3 separate regions of the Hordeum vulgare genome follow, and all the other regions are linked to region 3. A link is a contact called in public Hi-C data. All regions are on one chromosome and are shown on one strand. The core of a region is the stretch at or near the end of the contact, and the rest is flanking DNA. Distances in the headings are between cores, read along the strand shown.

Evidence for each region. Hi-C and Micro-C count contacts between places; a contact is called where the count stands out from the background.
Region 1: a Hi-C map of leaf shows a contact between it and region 3, with 5 times the contacts expected there. The contact joins the enhancer-like site here to the promoter of LOC123402539 in region 3. A contact is called at or near these places in 1 of 6 Hi-C or Micro-C datasets (leaf) and 1 of 1 datasets of contacts at active chromatin or transcription factors (embryo).
Region 2: a Hi-C map of leaf shows a contact between it and region 3, with 3 times the contacts expected there. The contact joins the promoter of LOC123402306 here to the promoter of LOC123402539 in region 3. A contact is called at or near these places in 1 of 6 Hi-C or Micro-C datasets (leaf) and 1 of 1 datasets of contacts at active chromatin or transcription factors (embryo).

The regions. Positions count from the first base shown.
Region 1 is chr6H:126,955,298-126,958,025 of MorexV3_pseudomolecules_assembly, reverse strand. No RefSeq gene overlaps it. Among protein-coding and RNA genes, the nearest start is that of LOC123402306, 22 kb to the left of the region's middle. Within about 2 kb of position 1,280, at least 3 of the 3 cell types and tissues checked have open chromatin away from gene starts, as enhancers often do. A contact at or near this core is called in leaf, where this site is marked.
Region 2 is chr6H:126,976,597-126,979,625 of MorexV3_pseudomolecules_assembly, reverse strand. LOC123402306 (B-box zinc finger protein 32-like) reads right to left here and starts at 1,342. Exons shown (of 1, transcript XM_045096206.1): 1 at 1-1,342. The coding sequence starts at 862.
Region 3 is chr6H:127,295,170-127,297,881 of MorexV3_pseudomolecules_assembly, reverse strand. It overlaps LOC123402539 (translation initiation factor IF-2), which reads right to left and starts at 1,368. Exons shown (of 2, transcript XM_045096463.1): 1 at 82-1,368. The coding sequence starts at 1,173. It overlaps LOC123405210, which reads right to left. Exons shown (of 2, transcript XM_045098988.1): 2 at 1,692-2,242. The coding sequence ends at 1,692.

The DNA of each region.
Region 1 (2,728 bases), core at 31-2,530, 340 kb after region 3:
ACTCCACGCCGTAGAGCGTAGAAATATCTGGGCAGAAGGGGTGACACCATGCCACGGCCCAGACAAGGCAACCAGCACCAGCCTAGGAGTATAAAAAACACCGATTAAGTCGTTGTTAAAGATGCACTCGAGTGGACTCGGCGTGTGGTCGGTAACCTCGGGCTAATCTCCGTTGGGCATTTGACAGCCATGCGATTTAAGTATGGCGAGGCGTGTCGTCGCGTGGTCGTCGTAGGGGCTTTGGAGAAGCTTATAGTAATTAAAGATGCGAATGAAACGCGTGGTGCGGCGTGGCTCTATTCGGGGCTGCGGTTATGCAAGTGGCTGCAGATCGATCAAAAGCTAGTAGCACAGCACGGGAGGTCCACGGATATGATATGTATATATCTCTAAAAATGTGTCTGGATGATAACAAAATAAGATTCTTGGAGACGTCGAGGAGCTGGCCAAGTGGAGCCAGCATATGTGAATGCTTGATCAGCAGTTGACTGCTTTCTGCACACAAGAAATGAAATTAAGAAATGCCGGAGACCGGCAAAGAAAGGTGTTTGTTCCCCGGACGTGTACAGCCATACATCCATCCTTGGCTCGCTCGCTGCATACTCTTCGTCGCGTGGAACACAACGGCATCGCATCGCACGGCCAGGGGCTCTGCCGGCCGTTGCGCGCTGAGAGCTAGCCACCGGACGCGTGGACGCCCCCACGGCCGCATCCCCCGTACGCTGTACGCAGTACGTGCCGCGCTTCTCACAGTCACCACGCGCATACGTACCACGTACCTACGTACACGGCAGCACACTGGACTACTGGATGGACGGTCGATACGCGCGCGCCGGACCGGCCAACTCGCCCACGCCAAGCAAAGCAGGGCCGGGGCCTGGGCCGGCAGCCAACCGTCCCGACGCGATCACCGCGCCCACCGCGCGCGCCAACCGCATCCTGCTGCGTTTCCGTGGCCGCGGCGCGCGCGTCACCCAGAAGCCCACGCGGCCGGCGTTGACAACATGTGGTGATCCGTGGCCCGGACGATCTTCCCCCGGGGGAAAGAAAATATCTCGGGAGCCGGCTCGCCACTCGCCAGCCACAAAGAGGCGGCGAGGAAAAGGAGTGACGGCGACGGCGGCGGGGCCAACGGCCAAGTGGGTCTGGCGACGCGGACGGCTCCTCGTCCGCCGCGGGCTCGCGACACGTACGTGCTGCGTCGCCCCGATCTCTCCTCGTGCTAGTGTAGCGTGCGTTCGTCGTGGCGGGCGGGCGGGCGGACGTGTGGACCGGCGCGTCGTCGGTGACGACTGGCCCAGTCACCGGTGTACTACGTGCTTCAAGGGACTCTCTATACAGTAGGTGCAGGTGTGATGAGTGTTGCGTTCCGCCTGTCAAGGGCGGTGTGGGCTCGGGAACGTGTGGTGCTGCGCGTGCGTGCACGTGAACGACCGGATGGATAGCTCCACGTGATGATGTGGAGTGGACCTGCTCTCTCAAAAAAAACACAGACAACTTCTGTCTCTGCTACTGCTAGCCTCAGAACCCGATTCACAAATCCTTTTGGGCAGCCGAGGGCCTCTGGTATGAATGCCACGTCTTTCTCATTTATTATGCACGTCTTCATGTACTCGGCTGTCCAAAAGGATTTCCATCACGGTAATTAAAGACGTGGACGCTAAAATTGCCAACCGGAAGAGACTGGCCACAAGAAACAGAAACAGGGTAGAAACGACACGTGCAGATTCGCCCCTCTCCTCTATCCCCCAATTCACTTAAGGGCATCTCCAATGATTGTAAGATAGTTGTTGGTAATTTTGACACATAGGATTTTTGATGATGTGTCATTGCAATAAATGAGGAAAGAGAACAAGGTTGTATGTAAATTAACCAACACCCTTGCACAAGCTTCAATGTAGAATGAGAGAGCACCTTATTTATTACCTCACATCTTATTGGGCAAACTAGATACAACCCATTGGAGTAGTTGTATGTTAAGGTGTTGGCTGATGACATGACATATTTTACCAACAAGTTAACCAACAAACTGTTGGAGATGCCCTAACAAATTCACCCAAATTCAATGCATCGGGTCACCCCCAAACAGTGACGAAATCCCGGCAACGGGGAAATGCGCGCGGCGTGACCATCCCGAGCCACGGAGTAGCGTGGCAAAATATCAGGAGCCCCACTTGTGCAACTGGCCCGGATTTGTGTGAGGATCGCATGTCTGTTTTTTTCTCCCAGATCGTCATATTCACAGGTTCACGAGCAGCGGCCGCCTGGAACTTTCGATGCGTGACTCCTCCCCGTTTCCCGTATCCGCAAACCCAACTACAGGGTCGGTTAGCGACGCAATTATAACGGCGCTCCATCGGGCCCGACGACGCGATTCGACTCGATCCATGGCCGAAAGCCGTCGCCGCTGCCCACGAGATCGATCGACCGCGATCCGGCAGGATCAAGATCCCACCCACTAGGCGTTCAGCGTGGCCCAAGCGTTCCTGGTGAATATGCAAAGGCGAACCGCGAGGAGGCGACACATGCGGATCCGTTTTGCTCCCGCAGCTGCTGTACCAGATCCCGAGGAATGGATAGAAAGGCAGAGAGCAATGCGAATGTGTATGCGACTCTGCTACTTGCAACTTGCAGGTTGCAGCTTTTGCGATCACCACCCACATGGCCACATGGCAGGGCAAATGAAACTGCTGCGCTCTGTATCTAAAACCAGGTGCTTCGGTCTGTT
Region 2 (3,029 bases), core at 93-2,592, 320 kb after region 3:
CGCAGCCGGATCCGGCGACCTCCGACCAGAGCGCGGCGGCCATCGCGACGCGGAGCGGGACGCGGGAGGCGGAGACGCCACGGCCCAGCGCCCGGAGCGCGCCGGCCGCCCTCGCCGCCCGCCGGCGCGCCGTCCCCGGCGCGAGGCCCATGCGCTTGGCCCAACCTTCGAGGACCGCCTCCGCCCGCGCGCGCCGGTGCTTGCACCCCGGCCTCCTCCTCCCCGCCGCCGCGGAGGCCGCCGCAGAGCACGAGTCGGCGGTGGACACGCAGGAGGAGCTGGACTCCGACTCCGAGTCCTCGCCCTCGCCCGCGGCCGCGTGGACGAGGCGGCGGCGCAGGTGCCTGGAGGCGAGGAAGTTGGCGCCGTGCACCTTGGCGTCGCATGGCACGCAGAGGAACGCCGAGTCCGCCGCGCAGTGCACCGCCGCGACGCGCCCGCACAGCTCGCACCCCGCGATCGCGCCCGCGCACCTGTCGCCTGCCATTACCAACAACGATTCCCTCTCCTCGATCCTCTTAACAACCTCCGCCTGCAGCCTCGATGCGAGGGGCGGATCGCTCGCGCCTACAAAAGCAAGCCCACCGGAGCTACCGTTCCGGGAAGGTGCCCGGCGGCGACCGCGGGCTGCAGAGGGGGAGACGGGAGACCCGGTCTCTGCGCGGTGGTCGGGAAACCGCGGCGTGGCGATGCGGGCGGAAGGAGGATGGGTTCGGACGGACTTTGGAGTCGGCAGGCAGGTCGGGTGGAGGATATTTAAAGAGGCCCCCTCGGCCTCCCCTCGGCTGCAGATGGATGGATGGAGACCAGTGGCTCCTAGCGGCGAAGCGTAGTCCTGCTCCTGTGCGTCGCCACCACTCATCGCTGGGGCCCGCGTCTTCGTTCGTTCGATTCAATTTACGGTAGGCCGTGGAGAAAAGAATGTGGAGCGTGCGGTTTTCCGTTTGGGAGTGTGTGGACGGCGGGGGTCGGGGTGTTGGGTGGGGCTCGATCTTATTTGTGGCTCACGTTCCTTGCCGTGTTGGACGTCCCGATATTTTCCGGGTCTGCAAGTGGACGGTTTTTCTAGTGTGGGAACTATAGCTGGCTGCCGGTGTTATTGCCGTCATAAATGCAACTTCACGGGGCCGCTTGATCTGAGATGGAGGGTCAGGATTTGATCCATGCCCTACCGTAGGGATCGGGACGTAGCCGGTCGTCCTGTTCCATTGGATCACAAATGAAGGGCAAGGGACTGGGTCACACCCTCTTTCCCCGTTTTCCTTCTCTGTGCAACTTGGCCTTTACCCGCTCATGATCCGCTGGTTACTGTTGAAGCTATTTAAAAATGTACTCCCTCCGTCCCAAAATAAATGTGTTAACCCTAGTGTAACTTTTTTATACTAAAGCTAGTATAAAATTAAGATAATTATTTTGGGACGAAGAAAGTATACGGACGGACTCTTCAAACCCAACTTCTTCAATATTTCGACGCGTCCACGGATATTGATCGTTTACGTCTCAACTTGCTCCGTTTTCCTTCTCTGCGCAACTTGGCCTCTACCCGCTTCCATACGTGATCCACTCGTCAAGGTCGGAGCTAAGTAAACACACATAATTATGAGACTTAGAGCATCTACAACCGACCATTTAAATCCGGTTCCTCAAACGTCCGCGGACGCGTCTCGACACGTCCGCGAACATTAACTAGTCACGCATTAAAAAATGCATTCTACATTTGAATGTCTTCAATTAAAAGAATGATTTTATACCATTACTTATGTTACACTTGATAGATTTGCCCCTAGTTTCGGAAAACCCTTGTTCTTGCCCAAACTACATTGCTCATCTCATGTTGTTGCCCTTCCGTCTCAATTTCGTCCGGTTAGTTTTTAGAGCCATGACTTGGCTTCGAGATCTTATGGGTTTCAACTCTAGCCTACCCCAACTTGTTTGGGACTAAAAGGCTTGGTTGTTGTTGTTGTAGTAGTCTCGTTTGACTGTGTGTTGACTCTATGTGGACTTTTCTTTGGACCATTTTACCCATGCGTCTTCATTATCTAGCGAGACACTGCTAAGTGGGACCCATTGATGAGAAAACCATCTCTCTCATCTCACAACCATGTGAGACCGCATACAACTGTCGCTCGTGCTGCACCTTCTACCCACCATCGCCAACCATCGTCGTTGTAGCCTCCGATGGCCTCCCCCACTGGCCGCCCCTAGTGGGTGTTGTTGCTGCAGCTTCTACCAGCCACCGTCGAGCTCCCCCGAGCACAGCACCGCCGTCGAGCTCCCGCGTCTCCGATCCGCGCCAGCCCCGCTTCCTCCACCAGCGAGCCCCCTCCCCATCGAACCACCGCGCCCCTCCGTCGGTCGCCCTCTCCCTTGCCTCTCCTTCTTCAGCCGGATGCCGAGGTCAACCCCACTAACTTGGACGTCGAGGCTCCCGCAGCCGGCCCCGTCGCCTCGCGCTCCCACTAACTCCGTCTGGATCCAACATCGGTCGGCCAAATCCGGCCGCTCCCACAGCCTCACGTCGGCCTCCGCCCCTTCGACCTGGTAGTCGTGTCCATGGTGTCGTCGCCCTCGTGTGGCTACGAGGGAGAAATAAAAGTGAAGTGGGAGAGTGATGGGTCCCGCTTGGAAGTCTCTCGGTACAAAGTGAAGAAGGAGGGGTAAAATGGTCCGACAAAAAGTCCACACACGGTCAACACACGGTCAAACAACACTAAGTGGACAAAACTGTGATGGAAGTGTTGGAGAACGTCGCATGGGAAACAAAAAATTTCCTACGCACACGAAGACCTATCATGGTGATGTTCACCTATGAGAGGAGATTTGGATCTACGTACCCTTGTAGATCGCACAGCAGGAAACGTTAAGAAACGCAGTTGATATAGTGGAACGTCCTCACATCCCTCGATCCGCCCCGTGAACTGTCCCACAAACCGTCCCGCGATCCGTCCCACGATCCGCTCCGATCTAGTGCCGAACGGACGGCACCTCCGCGTTCAGCACACATACAGCTCGACGATGATCTCGGCCTT
Region 3 (2,712 bases), core at 119-2,618:
AAAGACAGTAAACTGAGCACAATGACAATGCAGCAAGAAGCAAAAGTCATGCCATGTTATCAGGGAATGATTTGTCTGTACCTGGTAACTAGGACCAAAGGCCATCCCTGTGAGCTTGGATTTGTCCTCCCTTGGACGGTTCTTGACCAGCTCTGCCTGATTCACCTCTATAATCTCCATAGGCATATCCCTCCTACCTCTCTTCACTCCAATCCTGCCCAATTCTGGTGGAAGTGCTGGCTCCCGCATTGGTGGAGCTGCCATTGCCACCGCCTCAGCACTGTAACCTCCAGTATATTCCCCTCCACATGGCGGCGCTGTCGAATGCCCGTATCCACCACTGTGCTCCCCGCCATATCCATTGCCATACCCACCACCTTGCTCTACTCCATATGCTGCATACTGTGGTTCGGTCCCATAATTCAAATTGCTATTCGGATCCAAACCATAATTTGCATAATAGTTTGGATCCCATGCATAACCTTCGTACCCATTAGCATTTCCAACTCCAGCATCATAACCCTGGTGTTGGACGTCTCCAGCTCCGACACCAAGACCCTGTTGTTCTTGCTGCTGCTCCGGAGCAGGCATGGCGTCCTCATCACTGCTTTCCTCAGGACCGTCCTCGTCGGCAGGGCCAGTATCGGACCTTTCTGGCGCCCCTCTGTTGACAGCCGAGCTAGAGGGGCCAGCAGCACCAAGATTTGACCTCTCCGGCCCGGCGGTGTCTACGGCCGACCTCCTGGCTGCGCCGGAGCCAAACCCAAGCGAGTGCCTGGGCGCCGGGAGGAACGAAGACACCGGCCCCGATCCAGCAGACAGGGGCGGGGGCGCCTCGCTGGCGCTGGGACGGCGCTTCTCGGCGTCATCCTCCTCGTCCGAGCTGACTCCGGTGGTCTGGCGGATCGGTGGCGGGCGGAACTGGACGACGCGCTTAGGGTTTCCGGAGTAAGCGGAGGATTTGGGAGGTGGGATGGAGGAGAAGGTCGGGGCGGATTTCGGCGCCGGGAGCGACGAGAAGATAGGCGCCGACTTGGGCTGCGGGAGCGCGGAGAAGATGCCGCCGGCGGGCTTTCCGCTGGCCTCGCCGCGGCGGGTAGCGGGAGCGGGTGAGGGGATGCTCTCGTCGGCGTCTTCATCTGAAGAGGCGTAGGTGGCAAGAAGCGAATCCATGTTTGCGGCGCGGTCGTCTGGGGCAGGAGGCAGACGGCCGCGGCGGCTTTGGGGTTTGTTTCGAGTTGGAGTTGGAGTCGGAGTCGGAGTCGTCGACGGTGAGCGGAGGCGGTGGTCGGGTAAGGTACGGGGAAGTGGGGGGAGTTTCCTGGGCTGGGCTTCGGCGGGGTACTTTTTATGTAACGGGCTGGGCTTCACCCTTTTTTTGAGGAACACTATGATTTCCATACTTAAACTGGCAGGGCTAAAACACTGGCCTGTCGAACGAGTGCACCAAAAAGCCGTCGGAAACGTTTAAAAACAACTGGCAGAAATCATCCGGGTCGCCTGCATGCCAGGGGTCGCGATGGGATCAGGCTCAGGATGTAAATGGACATCTCACCGGGTGTTGTGGTACTTGAACGCTCTCACCGCTACTTCTTATATGGGATTATGTCCTAGTCCAATTATTATTTTATGGCGTATGTGATGTTCACATAGTGCCGCGTATTTACAAAGCGAACTGATACAGGGTGCATTTATGGTAGAAACCGCTCCCGCAGCTTGGCCCCCTCGTCCCTGAAGCCGGCGTTGTCGCGCAGCAGGCGTTCGCAATCCCTGATGACGCGGTTGAGCTGGTCGAGCAGCTGGCGGTTGGCGCCGTGGAGGTGCACCACGTGCGCCCACAGCTCGCTCAGCTGCTTCTGCTTCCTCATGCGCGATAGCCGCGCCGACTCCCGGTTCAACACCATCCGTCGCCGCCGCCGCTCCTCCGCCAGGCTGCAGTGCGCCTGCTGGTACTCGTCCGAGTTGGACGAGTTGTTCCCGAACGGGAGGAGGGCCCCGCCGCCGGTGGCCTCGTGAAGCAGTTGTGCGACGACGTCGTGCTGCTGCTGGTGGTGGTACGAGGAGGAGAAGGGGGACGACGTCGCGTGTGGGACCAGGAGGCCGCCGTCGTTGTACGGGAAGACGAGGTCGTCCGGAGCCACCACCTGGTAATGGGGCCTGAAGGCGGCGGTGATCGCAGCCGCGGCCGACAGGTACGGCACGCTGGCAGCTTGGGGTGTCGGGGAAGGAGATGAACACGCCGCTGGCGTTCATGGGCTTAGTTGGGCTGTTCACTAACGCCACTTATTTTTAGGTGATATCCACAAACGCCATTTAGACTGTGATGGGGTTATAGTCATAGGGTAGGGTCATAAGCCTACCTTATAGGTCCTACCCAAGGACCACCCTTCATAAGGGACAAGGCCCTTTGTCAGCTCCGACTGAACTAAGGAATTCCCATCATCCAGTCGGTAACAGACATCCGACCATCCAGTCGAAGGCGAGCATTCGGAGCGTATCGATCGGACCGACTGGATTCCACTCTGTACATCGTAACCCCCCAGGAGGGAAACAGTCGTACGTTTCCTCACGCTTTTATTAGCATTTAGGTCGTACGTTACCTGTAACGTAGGTATTTATTCGCCATTATTCCACCCCTGCGCACCGACCGTTGTGAAGGGCAGCGCACTCTATATAAGCCACCCTTCCCCACTGGTGCAAGGGTGAGCAACT